Regions from separate parts of the Hordeum vulgare genome. Here region 2 is linked to region 1. The links are chromatin contacts, called in public Hi-C maps. All regions are on one chromosome and are shown on one strand. Each heading gives the region's core, a stretch centred on a gene start, on an enhancer-like site or on the middle of the called end of the contact. The rest is flanking DNA. Distances are from core to core; before and after follow the strand shown. Region 1 holds the start of LOC123444813 (protein EARLY RESPONSIVE TO DEHYDRATION 15-like). Region 2 holds the start of LOC123444814 (putative UDP-rhamnose:rhamnosyltransferase 1).

Region 1 (4,453 bases), core at 543-3,042:
AGGTCCCCTCCCTCCCACCTATATATACGGAGGTTTTAGGGCTGATTTGAGACGACTTTTCCACGGCAGCCCGACCACATACCTCCACGGTTTTTCCTCTAGATCGCGTTTCTGCGGAGCTCGGGCGGAGCCCTGCTGAGACAAGGTCATCACCAACCTCCGGAGCGCCGTCACGCTGCCGGAGAACTCTTCTACCTCTCCGTCTCTCTTGCTGGATCAAGAAGGCCGAGATCATCGTCGAGCTGTACGTGTGCTGAACGCGGAGGTGCCGTCCGTTCGGTACTAGATCGTGGGACTGATCGCGGGATTGTTCGCGGGGCGGATCGAGGGATGTGAGGACGTTCCACTACATCAACCGCGTTCACTAACGCTTCTGTTGTACGATCTACAAGGGTACGTAGATCACTCATCCCCTCTCGTAGATGGACATCACCATGATAGGTCTTCGTGCGCGTAGGAAAATTTTTGTTTCCCATGCGACGTTCCCCAACAATTTTCAATGCTCACCTTGAAGTATGGATACCATCTTGGGCTTCCTCAAATCTTGGGTGGAGTCCGGCCAGATGGTCTCCTAATCATCTCTCCTCTAAGCTCCCCAACAACAAAAAGCACCTACTTGAAGTACCTAGAGATGGTCTCCATTGATCTCCTGAAAGTGTTATGAATGACCCTGAACCTTTATTTATGGCCAACAACATGGAGGAACATTGCCACTTGCTCTTCCACACAAGTGTTGATGTTATCTTGTAGCAGCCCCCTGATCCTGAAGGTCTCGACAAGCCTGGCAAATGGTGCTCTTTTCATTCGAAGCATCCAGAGAGCCTCGACGTCATTGCCGTTGCAGATGTAGTTCAGATTTTGGATCCTCTCTTGATCCCGGATAAACATTGGACCATAGCGGATCAAAGGTCTCCCAACACGACGAACAACTCTCTGGTGCATGAACATGACCCATGCCTCAATCACACTTATCAGTGTTGCTGCCTGAAATATCAGACTCATCCGTGCGTCCATAACCTAGTCGACATCGATGGTTCGTTCAGTGGGAAATCGATCTTACACCTTGCCTAACGACCTAACCACCGACCTAACAAAGGAGGGAGGGGGTGTTGCTTACCGACATCGGAGACGAGGACGACGTAGGGGGGGGGCATGGCCAACAGCAAGGGGAGCACCAGATCCGTCGCAAACGTCGGTGCCTTTTCCGCCGCCGCCGCCTCTAGCGCATATCTGAAATCGCAGTCGCCGCCGGTGGTGAGGCAGTAGGGAAGAAAGTGGTTATGGGTGAGCGGATAGAAAGAGGGGTGAGGCTAATTTGGCGCCGGGATGGCGTGCCAGATTTCCCATCTCGTGCCATCCCCCTCGCCCTCGCGTCGCACCCGCCCGTGCGACCTCACGCCGCTCAGCCTGGCTCGCGAGAAACTGTCGATCCGAACGTTTCCAGCGAGCCATGCTTTGAGAAGCGTGCGATGCAGACATAACAGTGAAACCAGGAAATCAAACAAGCATCTTCCTTCCTGTGCGGATCTGGTTAAGCTCGATGCGGGAACCAAACACGTCCTAAATATCTCATATACTCCCTTCGTAAATTAATATAAAAACGTTTAGATCATTACTTTGATACGGTATGGCGCACGGAAATAATGCGATCCTTGGGGTTGGGGACCAGCACGGCCGATAGGAAAACAGCGTGCCATACCCATCGCATCCCGTGGTAATAGCCACCGCAACGGATAAGAACGCCACAACGGATAAGACCGGCCAGCCAAGAGAAAAGATCCAAGAAGCGCACTATAATATCGTGATCACCCCACGCCGTACCTGTCTGTCACCGTCCATTCCCATCCCATCCCATCCCACTCCACCAGTCCACACCGCAGCAGCACTCCAGTGAGCTCGAAACCGAGAGGGCAAGAAGAGGAGGAACCGATACAGCACTACAGGCAACCATGGAGGTGGTGACCGGCAGCAACGGCGGGAGGCTGAACCCGTGGGCGGAGCCCTTCGTGCCGGGGAGCTGGTGCCGCCCCGCCCCCGTGGAGGCTGCGGCGTCGGCGGAGGTCGAGGACTTCTCCCCCGAGTGGTGGCGCCTCGTCGCCTCCTCGCCGTCCTTCCGCGACAGCTGGCTCCGCGACTACGGCGACATGGGTCTTCTGGACGCCGACGAGTGCCCGGACGACGGCGACGCCTTCTTCCCTCCTCCGGCGCTGCCGCGCAACGGTACGTGACCAGACCGGCCCAGATCTACTACTTCTCTGCACCCTTTTCTTCACGGTTGTTGGCCTTGTTGTTAAACCTGCCACCGTGGTTCTCAGCAGAGGGAGAGGGGAGGAAGGAAGAAGCCGCCGTCAAGAAGAGTGGGGGCGAGGTGGCGCCCTGGGGGATCGAGAAGTGGTGGCGGGCGCACGTCGCCTCGCCGCCGGAGGTCCCGAAGTACGCGGAGAAGGCGCCTGCTAAGGTCCTCGGCGGCGGCGGCAGGTTCAGCCCCCGCACCATCCAGCAGCCTCGCTAAGGGACCGGCGAATCTCGTCGCTCCGTGTCCATCCACCGAGATCTTGGCATAAATGAGGAAAATATACTAGAAAAAAATAGTAATCCTAGTTGTTCTGCGAGCTCTCCTGCTCCGGATAATCTTGTTGTGTCGTTGTAGTTTGAGTTTTCAGCCAAAGATCGGGCGAAGGTCAATTGCGCTGCGTATGTACAGTTGTCTGTAAATGGTGTAGTCTGTAATAAGATGCAGTGATACAATGGCTATTCAGTGCAAATGGTTCTCCATTTTTCGTCGCCTCATCTTTGGCGCTGTGATCTTTTAAACGTTGAAAGATGGATCATGAACCACAATGCTGCGTATACATTTCTGATGGAGAAAAGCAGAGATTCAACTTTGCAATCCAGAATGACTAAACTGAATTACTACACTACTTGTGATAAGAACTAGCTAAAGAGTGTTATACTACTACTGCTATATTCACACTTGTTACGGAGTAAAATCTGCACACTTGAAAGAAGAGTGGGTACGCTGCTCAATCAATCTTCGCTATACATTCCAGTTCCTTCTATGTACTTTTGCATTGAGCCACAGCTTCCCTCGGTTAGAGCTGCTATGTACCTCCTCTTGGACAGTCATTCTTTTTACCTATCACAGCTTCCCTCGGCAGTTTTCAGCACCACAGAAACATTCCGTCTGTGGACCAAAATGTTGTTCGAAGCTACAAGATGGACCAAAAACAAAAATAGAAAAAACTGAGATGATAGAGTACATCATAAAACATCTATCGTGAGGTAACTAGAGCATCTCTTCTGTGTATTTGCAACACTAATTTTCCAAGTGAAGCAATATATGGAGGGAAAAAAATTAGTGCTTCCGCAATGCTAAATATTTTACTCAGGTTCAGTGCTATATGTCAAAGATAAATCCAGAATCCAGGGCGGTTAATCTGTCTGTCATTTACCATTTCACACTAAACTATGCCTGAGTACGATCGTGATTATGTCTCAACCCTAAGCTTGTTTTCAACAAGTAATCAACCATTATTGTGTTAAGAAATACTCCCTCCGTCCTATAATATATCCTATAATATAAGAATGTTTTCGAAGCTGTTTTAGCTTCAAAAACGTTCTTATATTATGGGACGGAGGGAGTAAACAACAACAAAGCCTTTTGTCCCAAACAAGTTGGGGTAGACTATATTGTGTTACGAAATTCTGTAAAAAAGACAAGAACTTAAAACTATAATAACAATTATGACTTGATGCCTCTGGAGAATTAATATCAATATACAGTGGCGGTGCCACATGCAAATCGCCGATATGTTCTTATATTGCATCAGAATACTTTAAGTTTGAAAGATTTCAGGAAGGTTGAAAATTGACACCGTGGAGTATTGTATCTAGCATCACCACTGCTGACATATCCTTTCCAGGTAAACCTAGTATTATCACTAGGATTTTATTTTTATTTATCTATGGTGTCAGTTTGTATTGACTAATGTAAAGCCAGGAAAATGAAGTGCAAATTCTGAAACTGTGAAACATAAAATGGAACCCAGAATTTTCTTATTACAGTGCAGCACCAGAAAAGGCAAAATGATAGTATGATTTAGTCAGGATATCCAGCTAAGCATATGTACGCAAATTAACGTCATAAACGATTTGGTGGTTGTAGAATGCATATAAATTATACCAAACGTCAATGTGAGTAGTACATAACAGAAGAACGGTATATAAAGTGCTAGGCTGATTGAGTCTTTCATGTACCTGTAATTGTAGGTCAATGGCTCACCCACCTGTATACCCTGTAAAGAAAACACACCTAGCCTTGTCTTGCCATTAACTTGCCTGGCGAAAAACAACTCAGTTAAGCCACAAAAATCACTTTTAGAGAATAAACAAACAGTAAACCACTAAATCAACAAACCCACAGGTTAAAAAATTCCATACAGCAAGCTTCCGC
Region 2 (4,453 bases), core at 1,026-3,525, 390 kb before region 1:
CTGTTGAAGTTCCACTTGATGCGTTCATAGCATTTACTGATTTCCATTATGCAACAGAGGGTTGGTTAGTATAGTACTTTTTGGTTGATATATTACCGCACATGTGGTTTTAGAAAGTTTTGACATGTGAAGCAAACACGCTTTGTCGCAGGAGCTCGAGCAAGGATATTTTGTGCAGAAGCATGCCATGATAGTCTCTAAAAACATAAAGCTTTTGATGCATGGGGCTAAAGACAGCAAGCTATTGAAATATAAACATTCGACGACAATGCCGATGGTGTCACTTGGTAAGAAGGATGCCGTGGCGCAGCTATCCCTCGCCACGGTACTAGGGCACCTTCCTGCGATGTGGAAATCCCGGGACTTGTTCGTGCACAGAACAAGGAATCTGCTGGGGCTTCCACGGTGAAAGGTAAATTTTATCCTCGCCCTTACGATGTTTTTTCAACCTATTTGGTGGACTCGGACGTCGGTGAGCGACGATGATCTGGTGGATTTTGGTGCAGTGTGACAGACAGTTTTGGCTGAAAGGGCGGGCTCGGTTATGTGCTGCTAATTTGACCTTCTGGTTGTACACACACCCTTGTTGAATTTTCTTGTCAAAAGGCAATTTTGGCTGATAATTTAGCACGGCTTGTTGGGTTTTAAATTTGTAATGGCAATCGCTTTTGGAAATCACATGTAGCATGTTTCACTTCACTGAAAGATAGTTGATGATATTTGAAAGTTTCAGTCCTGTCCTTGGTTCTTTTTGCTGTGGTCCGACAGGTGCATGAGAAACTCTCTCACGCACTGATCATTCACCTCGTCGTCCCCGAACACTTTGGCCAGCTCCTTCACCTTGGCCCCGAACCCCTCGCCTTCGTCTTCCACCATGACCCTCCTCAGAGCCGCCGCGATGTCGCCGGCCGCGAACGATCCGTCCTGCTCGTCCCGCGCCACCTCCACGCCGATATTCTTGTCCACTATGTTCCTGGCGTTGAGGCCCTGCTCGAACACCAGCGGCAGCAGCACCAGCCTCACGCCGTGCGCCAGGCCCTCGGCGATCGAGTTCCAGCCGGCGTGCGTCAGGAACCCCCCGACTGATGCATGGGCCAGGAACTTCACCTGCGGCACCCAGCCTCGGCACACGACTCCCCGGCCGGCGAGCCGCTCCTCGAAGCCCTCGGGCAAGCCGCCGGAGGCTGCGCCGGTCTCGGTCGACGTCGGTGCCCTGAATGCCCAGATGAAGGGCAGCCCGGACGCCTCCAGGCCGAGAGCTATACGTTGCAGCTGCGCGCCCGTCAGCTTCACCTCGCTGCCGAAGGCCGCGTACACGACGGAGCTTGGCGCCTGTCCGTCCAGCCAGCGCAGCGTCGCCTCGTGGCCGGCGACGTCGTCCTGCGGCGCCGGAGGGAACAGGCCCACCGGGATCACTGGCTTCCGGTAGAGCTCGCCGAGCAGCCGCAGCCACTCCGGCTCGAACTCCGAGCTGCTCCTGATGCCCACGAGCTGGCACCCTTCGATGGTCTTGGCGAACCGGTAGCCCTCCGACACGCCGGAGTCGTCCGGGACCATGCCCGGCTCGAACAGCTCGCGCGCCTCGTAGCCACGGTACGCGACGGTGGTCGGAAACGGGACGTACTCGGGGACGACCGTCAAGTGCGCCGGCTCCGTCTTGGCGTGCCTCCCGATGCCGAGGAGCGTCTCAGGGGTCCCGAAGAAGCTGAGCGCCGCGGCGCCGAACAGGCTGAGGAACGCGCACGGCACGCCGTGCCTCGCCGCGGCCGTGGGCGCCCAGTACGACGCGTAGTCGACGAGGACCCAGTCCGGCTTCGCCTCCTCCTGGAGCAGCCGCGAGAGCTCGCGCTCGAAGGCGGCGTCGAAGGCGCGGCGCAGGCACGGTCGGAGGTGGTCGGAGGGCAGGTCGATGGTCGCCTCGGCGTGCTCCGGCAGGCCGTCGACGCGCGGCAGCGGGACGTGCACGACGCGGATGAGGCCGGCGAGGCCCGGCGGGATGTCGATCAGCCGGCGGGTGTTCCTCGGCGCGGACAGGAGGGTGACCCGGTGGCCCTGCCGGGCCACGCGCTTGGCGAACTCCGTGAAGGGGAGCACGTGGCCGAAGGCCAGCCATGGCAGCATCACGACGTGCATCTTGCCGCCGTCGTTGGCCTCCATCTCAGGTGTCAGGAAATTAAGCTTTGGAAATGGATGGCAGGATTTCCCAACCGCGAGATGCTTTCCTTGGAGTTCGCAGATTTGCGGGCCATCGGGTGGTCAAATATGGCGGGAATGAACATATAAAACAGGAACCGGATCAATCAGTCAGTGTTTTTATCTTTTGGGAAAGTCAATCAGTCAGCGCTAGCTGCGTCAGGGGTGATGTTTCGTCGGCGTGCCGCCATTCGCCGTACTTGGTCGATGTGACATGATGGATTAGTGTACTGGCCTAATTCAGATAAATCTGCCTGACATGACGATGACGGCCATGACGGCGACGTGGAGTGTGCAAGTGCAGGCTACTAAGAGCATCTCCATCCAGCTGTTCGGCCCAGCCGTCGATTTCGGCTTCTTTTTGTGTAAATTGGTTCATTTTCGGGGCAATTTGGCCCATTTTTAGCCTATATTCAACATGCTTCGGTACAAATTGAACAACAATAATTATTTTCTTATCATAACAAAAATCAATACAAATAAAAATAATCCAACAACTCGATACAAATTAAAATAGTCCAACAAAAAAAACTCATATTCATCACACATCGAGATAGACATTGTCCTTAAGCCTTCATAGGTACTCCATCAAATCGTCCTGCAGTTGTTGTTTCACTTGTGGGTCTCGGATCTTTTGACGCATGTTGAGGAAGACAGTCCAGGTTGTCGGTATCTGGTGATCAACTCGGGCAAGAGGACCCTGCGTGTAATATGGTTCAGTGTCAAACACTGGCTCCTCATGCTCGCTCTCAATGATCATGTTGTGCAAGACGACACAACAAGTCATGACTTTCCACATTTGATCTTTCGATCAGGTCTGAGTGGGGTAATGGACAACAACAAAACGAGATTGAAGCATACCAAATGCTCGCTCGACATCCTTCCTGCAAGCTTCTTGGCGCTTGGCAAAGTAGGGGTTCTTGCCTCCTGGTGCGGGATTTGAGATAGTCTTCATAAATGGGGACCATCTCGGATAGATGTCATCTGCTAGGTAGTATCCCTTGTTGTAGTGGTGCCCATTAACCTCGTAGTTAACCGGAGGAGCATGACCTTGAACAAGCTTGGCAAAGACATTCGAGCACTGCAGTACGTTGATGTCATTATTGTTAGAGTTATAATATAAGTCATGTACCCTTTTGTATTTATCCCGATATATAAGGGGTTTCCTGCATATAGTCCACCACATGTACATGTATATATACTGGCCTATGGCCTCATGAGAATACAAGTTGCATATTTCCTAACATGGTATTAGAGCCTAGGTTTTTTTTCGCACGCGCAACTCGTGCTCTTTCCGATCCAATCTTCTAACACAACTATCGGCGCAGTTTCTCCTCCCGTGGCTGCTTTGGTCTCGCTGGATCTCGTCGCCAGGATCCTCCCGCCGCGAGGACGCTCGATCTCGCGCCTTCCCGCCGATCCAGTCGCTCACGCGAGTCCCTGCCCGATTCGATCGTCAAAGCTCGCCCCGATCCCGTCGCCCGCGCAGCCCCCCCGATCTAGTCGCCCCTCCAGTCAACCGCCCCGATCCAGTCGCCCGCTCGTGAATCTCCTCCCTGCTCGCGCCTGATTTCACTGGTGGTGGTTTGCTGTTCCATCAACAGCCTCACGGGCCGCCGGATCGAGGCGATCTCCAGGTTGCCAGTCGACCCCCCTCCTGCCAGCCGTCGCCCCGATCCCGTCTTGATCTCGATTGATCCGGCTCGGCGTGCTACTGCTGGTTCTCGCGAGCTCTGCTGCTGCAAAAGAAAATTGTCTGCTGCATCCGGCTACATTGCTATTCCTCGTTGTCCGGTGATATTTGATGGCACTAACTACACCGAGTTCATTGGCTTCATGTACATTCACATGCGTGGCATCCTCCTATGGGGTTTTCTTTCTAGCGAGGTCTGCTGTCCGCCATGTCTGGTTCCTCCCGTGGCTCCCACTCTGCCGACCCCACCGGCTCTTCTTACGGATGCTCCTCAGGCCGCAAAGGATGCGGCTAAGCTTGCTGATGAGGCCGCTATCCGTGCTTATGATGAGAAGGTTTTGGCTTATGAGGAGGCTCTTCAGACGTATCATGGTGCTCTGTCTCCTTACACCCAGTGACTTGATGATGATGCTCGTGCTGCAGTTGTTCTCACTGCTAGCATTCTGCCTCAGTTTGTCTCTGAGTTTCTGGGCCTTCCTACTGTGTTTGAGATGTGGACTCGCCTTCGTCAGCGCTATGAGCCCTCTAGTGATGCCTTATACCTCTCTATGGTCCGTCAGGAGCATG

What was found. A called contact is a pair of places that touch in the nucleus more often than the background predicts.
Region 2: a contact with region 1 is called in a Hi-C map of seedling, with 4 times the contacts expected there. The contact joins the promoter of LOC123444814 here to the promoter of LOC123444813 in region 1. A contact is called at or near these places in 3 of 6 Hi-C or Micro-C datasets (leaf and seedling) and 1 of 1 datasets of contacts at active chromatin or transcription factors (embryo).

What each region holds. Positions count from the first base shown.
Region 1 is chr3H:539,145,436-539,149,888 of MorexV3_pseudomolecules_assembly, reverse strand. LOC123444813 (protein EARLY RESPONSIVE TO DEHYDRATION 15-like) reads left to right here and starts at 1,792. Exons shown (of 2, transcript XM_045121664.1): 1 at 1,792-2,220; 2 at 2,319-2,765. The coding sequence starts at 1,950. The coding sequence ends at 2,512. LOC123444812 (histone-lysine N-methyltransferase ASHR3-like) reads right to left here. Exons shown (of 8, transcript XM_045121660.1): 7 at 4,258-4,338; 8 at 2,598-3,209. The coding sequence ends at 3,140.
Region 2 is chr3H:539,536,685-539,541,137 of MorexV3_pseudomolecules_assembly, reverse strand. LOC123444814 (putative UDP-rhamnose:rhamnosyltransferase 1) reads right to left here and starts at 2,275. Exons shown (of 1, transcript XM_045121665.1): 1 at 696-2,275. The coding sequence starts at 2,157. The coding sequence ends at 730. It overlaps LOC123444815 (ferroptosis suppressor protein 1-like), which reads left to right. Exons shown (of 5, transcript XM_045121667.1): 4 at 152-412; 5 at 507-748. The coding sequence ends at 409.